Regions from separate parts of the Mus musculus genome. Here all the other regions are linked to region 1. The links are chromatin contacts, called in public Hi-C and Micro-C maps. All regions are on one chromosome and are shown on one strand. The core of a region is the stretch at or near the end of the contact, and the rest is flanking DNA. Distances in the headings are between cores, read along the strand shown.

Region 1 (2,876 bases), core at 125-2,624:
TGACGTTCACAGTACACTGGTGTACCCCTTTCCTCCTGGAGAGCCATCATAGAGCGGTAAGATGGCTTTATCTAAATATGTGTGGAAAACGAGAAAATGAACGTCATGTTCAATTGTTAAATTAAACATGTGCACAAACACACACAAGCCATGGCACACTTGTGGGAACTGGCTCACTCCTGTCATGGGGTCAAGTGGAGGTCACGAGGCTTGTCACAGCTGATTCTCCTTCTTATTGTTTTTACAGTACTGTGACAGAGCCTGGTGTGGTGGCACACACCTTTAATCCCAGCACTCAGTTGCAGGAGGCAGGGGCATCTCTGAGAGTTTTAGGACAGCGTGATTTGGCCTACAGAATGAGTTACAGGACAGCTAGACTACACAGTGAAACCCTGTCTTGGACAAAACAAAATATAATGAAAATACTGAAAAATGGTATGGAAACTTTTCAAAATACAGCCAGATTTTGTTTTCATTTGTATAATACTTTAAGTAAATAAAAGCTATTTGAACTATGCTTCTATAATCACAAAGCTTTAAAAGTTTGGAAAAAAAAATAGTAGACTCCAATAGTAAAAATGGCTATACTTCTTACTGTTATTACATTATTTGTTCTAGTTTTGAGAGAGTGTCACAGGTAGCTCAGGCTGCCTCGACCTTGCTGTGTATGAAGTGGGCTTTGTGTTCTCTAATCCACTTCCCACGTGCTAGGGTAACAGGCTTGTAGCCACACCCGGATGCACAAAGTGTTTTTGATAGCTGTCCCCTGTGTCTACCTCTTCACAAATACCTGCCTAGTTCTATGCTATGGCTCTGATAGAACATGATATTGCTGGCTTAGATACAATCACAAAACTAATATAAAAAAATCTGAGATTAAAGAACAATCTATCTCATGCCTTTAATCCCAGTAAGGCAGAGGCAGAGGCAGGTGGATTTCTGAGTTCGAGGCCAGCCTGGTCTACAGAGTGAACTCCAGGACAGTCAGGGCTACACAGAGAAACCCTGTCTCGGAAAAACCAAAACCAAAACCAAAACCAAAACAAAAAAAAGACCAATCTATCCCCTGATATATTTTATTTAACTCCATTTAGACGAATGGAAATCAGCTCTGTGCTCACAGCACATGACAGCAGCTGTGGAATGTGAAGCTCACCTGAAAGGTTAATATTAAAAAGACAAAAGCTTCATCTTCGGATCCTTCATGATGAGATCATTCGTAATGTTTATCGGAAGGCAGCAGCAGTACAGATGCGATCTACTGCTGCTTATCTGAATGACTCCAGTGTGAAGAATGCAACCCAGAGGTCTGCAAGGACAGCCCATGTGCGACATCTGCTCCATTACTGTTACAGATAAAGATATCCTGCACACATGAAGGCCTTCTGTCTTACTGTTTCTATGGCTGCTCTCTCACCTGAGGGGGAGTAGCTGTAGCCTGCAGAGTCTGGCTCAAGGCCTACACTGTATTTCTTGCCCTTTATAATAAAAGGTTTCCCAGGACCAACTTTTCATCTTTTTATTTTTAACTACAAAATATGAAAGTTTGCCAAAAGAGGTTTTTTAAACAATGAAGTCTACTTTAAAACTTAAAGTTCATCTAACTATCAACTGTTATAAACTTAATGTGTAACCAAAAAATCTGTTAAAATAATTCTGAGAACTGAGATTTTTAAACATGGAAAATACATTATGCCATCCTTAATTTCAACTGAGGAGATACATTTATAGACACTATTAACTTACACAGTCCGGGACTTTCAATCCTCGTACGGTTACATACAATGTTGATGGATAACGATTTCTTGGACACTTGGACCACCATTCAAAAACCTCGACGACATTTAGCTGGGATCGAGGCTTAGTCGGTGGGTAGTAGAGCTGCAGGCGAAGTTTTGAGTTGATGTTTGCATTCCCATTGGCTCCCAGAAGCTTAAAGTAAGAATTTGTGTAAATTATTAGCTTTTCTGAAAGGGTGAGATTTGTTAGGTTTCTGAAGAAAAAGGCAGATGAGCCTAGGGGTTAGGCACTCTGGGCTTCTTTGACAAGTGGCTTTACCAACATTGCCTACAAGCACTCTTTTCCGCATAAGTGACTGCAGACTGTGCAAGTACTTACACTGTGGTACCAGGAGGCGCGCTGCAGAAACAATGAGGACAGCACACACTTGTCTGAGCTAATCCTGGGAAGGAGTAATATACACATCACTGAGCACAGGCGTGCTTCCCACTTGTCAGTCATCTCCTGCGGTCTTCCATATGCTCCGCAAGTGTCTGCTACTACAGATGCGTCCCTAGCGTTGCCCTCCTCCTTTCCACTGGAAGGTAGCCTACCCAGACTCAACTCTGGAGCTCAAGCAGGTCTTGTGCTTGTGGCTACCCTGCCTCAGCCTCCGCAGTAGCTGGAGCTCCAAGACTACATTCATAGTTTTCATGGATAAAATAATATGTTTTACAGTCTTTAAGACTCGAAATCATTCTAAGATAAGTTAATTCTAACTGTCCACTTCATTTTTCAATATTTTAGTCTACCTTCTTTGAAAGGTCTATTGAAAAAGCCAATTAAACAAAAACCAAGATAAGCAGATTGATGGAGATTCTTAGGAAAAAGTTTAAAATCTGAGCAGTTCAGATGAGCTTTTTGTCCCTACTTAATGGGTGAAGAGGAAATGTTGCAGAGAGTGAGTGCTGTGTACACTGTGAATTCGGAGTGGAACGTGACATCCCTTTGTAGTTCAGTGATTACAGTATAGCAGCTCAGCGGTTACGGGCGGCCAGAAGCGGAAACACAGGCGTTAAGTGCAGGGCACTAAGTAGCTACTGTTGACTGACATGACTTGGAGAGACAGGGGAAAAGAGAAAGGGAGACTCAGTGTA
Region 2 (2,876 bases), core at 181-2,680, 500 kb before region 1:
TTAGATGAAGAAAAGACAAAGTTGAAATCCAACATCACTTAAATGGAAAAAAAAAAAAAAACCACGAACCAGGATTGCAAAGTAGTAGACTTAAATATCTGTGCTTTCAAATTTTCTCTACCCCATCCCAGATTCATGTTGCCAAATTTCTTTAGATTTCTCCAAGTCTCTCCTCCTATTGAGGTGGCATTTTCATGGTAGGCTACGGGTGGGCAATCTTGTTTACAAGGGGCATCTGGTTCTTACAAATCCTGTAAGACAGAGCAGACAATCAACCTTCCAGCTGGCCAAGGGAAAACAGCCTGTCTGCACTGAACAGATCCAGGCTCCATTAATGACTAGCATCAAGAAGAGACAAGGAACGCTGGCCCAGAAATGTACGCAGCAACATGATTGGCCCCACTGCTGTATTCTTGCCTTGGCATAACAACCACAGGATGGAAAACATCTGGAGCAAGCCACCCTTCTTGGATCTCTGCTAGAGATGAAGGCAGGAAACAGCTCACACCGGAGCTAGGTGTCCGTGTCCATCAGTGATCACAAGAGGTTTAAGCAAGCAGAACTCCTGTGTGAAATTCCATAACTCACACAAGGAAGCCCAGGGTCCAGCTGACCCAGAGCCAAGAAGAAAGTTCTAGAACTAAAGAGGTATGGTTGCAGAACAGCTTTTCCCTCTGGTGAACGGTCTGTGAAACCTCTAAGACTCTCCATAGCTCTACCCTCGCTGAGCACATAACTGAGGTCTTACATGGGAACTGTGTAGGAAGCTCAAGAACATGCCAGTGCATACAGGTGTGCCAGTGTTCATCCGATCCTTGCCCAGTGTGTTTTCAGTCTAATTATCTAACTGAGATTTGGTTGAGGAGTGGCACTTGTGTGCAAGTGTCTGCTTGTTTGCTTATATAAAAAGGCAGAACGTGCCCAGCCTTAGCATTTTAAAGTTATAGATGCATATAAGAAAAGTAAATGGAGAAGTGTTTCAGAATCACCAATTGCAGGACCCCGTGTTTTACAACGGAGGAATCCAAGGGAAACTAAGGTGTCTTTCATTCTGGCCTTGCTCCAGCCACGGCAGGGCAAAGATGGATCCCAAGCAGCGACCTTAGACAGCACTGACCCAAGCTGCAGGCTGTCGGGAGTGGGGTTGGAGATGCGACAAGAAAGATTCACAGATGAAGAAACAGCGTCACCTAGTGGCGATCTATCCGTTTCCAAGCCATCTTGTGATACAAAAGCGCTCTCTTTTCTGTACCCCAATTTCCCAAGACAACTAATATTTCAGAATGTTTTATCTTCGCGGGCTCTCCAAAGCTCAAGTGGGTTGCCATCCAAAACGCGTTGCCTAACACGTTTCCCAGCCTCTTATGCTACTTTCCAGGGTCGACTCGGCAACTATCTGCTTCAAGGGCCGTGTCCATTTTGCTATCGATCTCTGTGTGCATCTTGCTTCAATTCCGGACATTGCCCGGGGCGGTGCTGCAAACAAGCATGTAGCTGTGTCTTGGTCAAGTTTATTTGTTAGCTCATCTTTCTTGTTCTCAGGTGTTTGCTGCTTTCACTGTGTTTGAGAGGCCAGACCTGTTCCCACATCAGGACCCTAACTTTGGAGATAGGAAAACAAAACAAAATATGTTGTTGATGTTATTTTTCTTTTTTTAAGTATGTGCAGCATCTCAGGGTGATGGGGAGGAGGAAGCCCAGAGTCAAGAGTTCACTGAGAGCATCCACAGAGCCAATCTGCCACCATCTTCATGAAGTTCACCTGTATAAACTTACAAAGGATCTCCACAGCTGGGCTTGTTGACTCTTCCCCGTCCCTCATAGAAGGATGGTCAGGGAGGGTCACAGGACCATCACCTGGGTATCCAGCAACTCCTTCCAATTAGGCGTATGCTAGTCTGCCCTAATTGCACATGACATCAAAGAAGAGCTTGGCGTTTATAGACTGGAAAGGACTGGGGAGGGGTCCCACCTATAGCCAAAGGGGCAGTTACCATTCATGTTGGATACAGATATTCCAGTGTGGTGGCTTTAAGGCTGTACATGATCCTGTCTCCAAACTCCATTGCTCTGTCAGTAAGCCTAATAAATTCACAGATTGCCCCAGAGTCAATATTTGGTGGATCCATGCCTCCCTTTGTCCTTTGGACCTCTGTGGGAAGGGTAGACATTGTTTCTATCTCCCCAAGAGAAGACATTTTAGCAACACTGAGAAAGAAGCAAGAGCCCAGGAGGAAGCCAGGAGGGAAATGAGACAGAAAAGCAATTTAAAACCACAGTAGGAAGATGCTGAGATGCTATTCAGAAGAACTTGGCCTCAGTATACAATTAGATTCCACCAAATTATGTACCACGGCAAAACAACTGCATGCAAGACTCCAGAAAACACAATACTTTACTCACCCTAACCATTTAGAACTATTTCCTCCACAAAATGGTCCCTTCATTTAATAGCTAGAAAAACAGGACCCCTGAAGATGAGTTGTTTGTCAGGATTGGGGTGAGACTTTGTCTACATTGGGTCTATTGTGTTCTAATAAAGAACAGTTAAGTAAAACAAGAAATATTTTTAGGAGAATAAATTAATTTCAAGCCAGAAACTCCCTATGGTCATTCAGTTTTGTCCTTACTTATCTGCTGAAAATACATTTGCATATCCACATTGTCTATTGTAATTATATCATCCCCAAACAGAATGAGTCTGATTTCTAAGTGAAATAACTATTTAATAGATGCTACTCTTAAAATATAAATATAAGAAATATAAATATTTCCAAAGTAGATGATTTCCAAAAATAAAAGGAAGCAAGCCATTGTGGGCTGAAAGCAAGAGATCACTTAAAACATCAGAGGAGCATAGCTGTATATGAGCTTCT
Region 3 (2,876 bases), core at 250-2,749, 290 kb before region 1:
ATCGCCCTACACTAGAAAGCACACAGGGCCAAACAAAGGACTATTCAGTTATCTGACAGATTGCTCAGGGGTTTTTATTATCTCTGAAACCTGAATTTGTCCTTTAGTTATATAGAATGAGTTAGCAACTTTACCCTTAATATGTAATTGTCCATCAATTTATATTTATTTTTCATTTCAAACTTGTATTTGATTAAGATATAGAAATAGAATTACCTTTCCTTTTTTTCCTTTAGTATATCAGGAGACAAAAATCATGACAATTTAAAGATTAAACTTGACTTTATTTTGGTTTCTAGTGATGTGTGTTCTTGGAGTGTGAACAGGGTCTCTCTCAGCTCTTACTGGACTCAACCTGGGGAGCTGGTCACCAAAGTCACCCTGAACCAATAGCTTTCAAATTCATTGTCCCACCACGAACACAGGAACGAGTAAAAGGAGGAGGCAGAGCAAGCATAGGTTTGTTAAGAAATCTAAGAACGTAACCCACCCACCATTTATTCCTTCCTTCCTTCCTTCCTTCCTTCCTTCCTTCCTTCCTTCCTTCCTTCCTTCCTTTCTTCTTTCCTTCTTTCTTTAACAGGGTCACACTACATACCTCTGGTTGGCCTGGGATTCACTATATAAACTCACAGAGATCTGTCTGTTTCTTCCTCCTAGGCACTGAGTTTGAAGGCAAACAAAGCCCCCATCAAGCTCTTGTTTATTTTCTATGTCCACCAAATTCTCGCCTTGCAGACAGGAAATTTTTTCTACCTTTCCATGCCTTCCTGGAGCCAATTTAATTATGGCTCCACATTGGCACCATGAGAGCTCACCCAGGAAACAAAGGGGTCCATCATTGAAAACTATTAATACAGTAAATAAGAAACTCGTCAGATAGTCAAGAAGTTTCAAAAAATCAAAATAGAACATGGAAGCCACACAGAGGAGAGTAGTCCCAGAAACTGTTATTTTAAAAACAAAATCCCAAACATTCAATTCACCAAAATGAAGATATAGGAGCCAGATACTGTGATAAAAGCCTGCTAGCTCAGAGAAGCAGAGAAAACACCCAGCTGACCTTCCTACTCCACCAGCATCCCGAAAGGAAAATGTTCCCTCTCCTTCTTTTCCATGCTATCTTAAATACCCTCCAACTCAAAGACACTCCTCCCTCTATCCTGGATTTTCTTATGTTCACTCTCTGTCAACCGTTGCTTGCTCTGCCTCTTAACCTATAGTTAACTTTATTTAGCTCTTCTTTACAGAAAGCTCTTGGGCTATAGGTGTATGCTAGGGCTGAGACACACCACAACAAGAAACACATTTTTTTCCAGTTCACAATCCAGGGTTCACAATGTGATCAAATGTCCTGCAACAGGAAACCACCACCCAAAAGCTGAGCTGGTCAGAACCTCAAAGCCTAGCAAAGCTGGGGCTCAGTCTCAGAGCAGAGGCCCTGCCTAGCTGCTACAGGTCCCCGGAGCCCAAGGGAACTGGAACTCAGACCTAAGGCAGAAGTGCTGCCTACCTGGTTGGGCACATGTGCCATGAGCTCAGCTTCATCTTGGACTGTACTTACTGCGGGGACTCAGAAATAGCTTAAAACAAAACAAAACAAAACAAAACAAAACAAAACGTGTTTACTGTGCTTATGAGATGGCCAATAAAACCCATGTTCATCAGTGATTACAGCCACTATTATAGTGTTTTCTTCCTGGTCTGTCAGGGTCCTTTCTTCCTCTCCCGCTCTGCCTTCTCTCCTTCTCTTCTCTCCAACCCCTTACTTCTCTTCTCTCCAGTCCTCTTTCTTCTCCCTTCCCCTCTCCTCTTTCTCTTCCTTAGCCTCTGTCTCTCTGTCTCCTTCCCAATGCCCAGGAGCTCAAAACAGAGATATATGCCACTAAGTACCAACCCAGAAAGAATGAAGAGAAAAAAAGTTACCCCTAATTTTTAATTGCTAGCTTAAGAAAAGACAACTCTAAACAGGGTGAAGGCACCATTTCCACATGGATTGTTACAGAGTTCAAAGTCTCATAAGTCAAGATGGGTCACCAGCTGTACAATAGACTATCCCTGCTATCACAGAGATACAGAAATTGTCACCACACGATGATGAAAGTTTGTTGCACATAGTGACAGTTCCCACCCAGTGAGATAAAGCCAGTGTGTCAGGGTTAGAGACATAGTTTAGAAGACATGTTCTTCCACAAATACTAGATCCTTCCCTCATTGGTGTGCGTGTGTGTGTGTGTGTGTGTGTGTGTGTGTGTGTGTTTTGTTGTTGTTGTTGTTGTTGTTTTACTAGGGATTGAACCTGGGGCTTTATCCTGTGCATGTAAAGCAGGCGTTTTAATACTGATCTGTAACCTAGAGGTTACATTTTGATATCATCAGGTTGTTCATTAACTAGCTATTGATAGTTTCTGATTATAATATAAACTCTTGAGTGTGATTCTGAAACATCTGTATGTACTCACTAATAATACAATAATATATACCCCTGATAGAAAAAATGGTTTGTTTAAACTATATGATGATTCAACTAGGCATTGCAAGCTGTGTCACATGTGGAAAACACAAATCACAAATATTGAAAGTAATTTAATGATGTTCACCGAATCCCTTTAGGGTCATTCACCTCTTGAGTGTGGAACTATGAAAAATCAACAATTCAACTTATGTTTTGCTACTTAAAAAAAAATGAGGTGTCTAAAACAGAAGAGAAATTGGGTCACCAGATTCTATCCATAAATTTCACTTAAAACCTTTTATCTTAAATTAAATTAAATACTGCTTTATGGATACTCCTTGTAGTTAGAATCTTTAGAAGTTTTATTGATACTAACGAACATTAATCGTCTAATCATGCCTCAGATGCACACAAGTGGTGT

What was found. Hi-C and Micro-C count contacts between places; a contact is called where the count stands out from the background.
Region 2: a contact with region 1 is called in a Hi-C map of the G1E-ER4 cell line, with 2.6 times the contacts expected there. The contact joins two enhancer-like sites. A contact is called at or near these places in 2 of 15 datasets of contacts at CTCF or cohesin (large pre-B cells and pro-B cells) and 2 of 484 Hi-C or Micro-C datasets (B cells and the G1E-ER4 cell line).
Region 3: a contact with region 1 is called in a Micro-C map of the G1E-ER4 cell line. The contact joins two enhancer-like sites. A contact is called at or near these places in 1 of 15 datasets of contacts at CTCF or cohesin (stem cell-derived epiblast-like cells), 5 of 484 Hi-C or Micro-C datasets (the G1E-ER4 cell line and embryonic stem cells), 1 of 115 datasets of contacts at active chromatin or transcription factors (large pre-B cells) and 1 of 9 other capture datasets (embryonic stem cells).

Annotation. Positions count from the first base shown.
Region 1 is chr10:20,968,044-20,970,919 of GRCm38.p6, reverse strand. Ahi1 (Abelson helper integration site 1) reads right to left here. Exons shown (of 24, transcript NM_026203.3): 7 at 1,747-1,932; 8 at 1-71. Among named protein-coding and RNA genes, the nearest start is that of Ahi1, 17 kb to the right of the region's middle. Within about 2 kb of position 1,374, at least 11 of the 459 cell types and tissues checked have an H3K27ac peak or open chromatin away from gene starts, as enhancers often do. A contact at or near this core is called in the G1E-ER4 cell line, where this site is marked.
Region 2 is chr10:21,463,840-21,466,715 of GRCm38.p6, reverse strand. No RefSeq gene overlaps it. Among named protein-coding and RNA genes, the nearest start is that of Aldh8a1, 88 kb to the right of the region's middle. Within about 2 kb of position 1,430, at least 41 of the 459 cell types and tissues checked have an H3K27ac peak or open chromatin away from gene starts, as enhancers often do. A contact at or near this core is called in the G1E-ER4 cell line, where this site is marked.
Region 3 is chr10:21,259,049-21,261,924 of GRCm38.p6, reverse strand. No RefSeq gene overlaps it. Among named protein-coding and RNA genes, the nearest start is that of Gm33728, 8.2 kb to the right of the region's middle. Within about 2 kb of position 1,499, at least 14 of the 459 cell types and tissues checked have an H3K27ac peak or open chromatin away from gene starts, as enhancers often do. A contact at or near this core is called in the G1E-ER4 cell line, where this site is marked.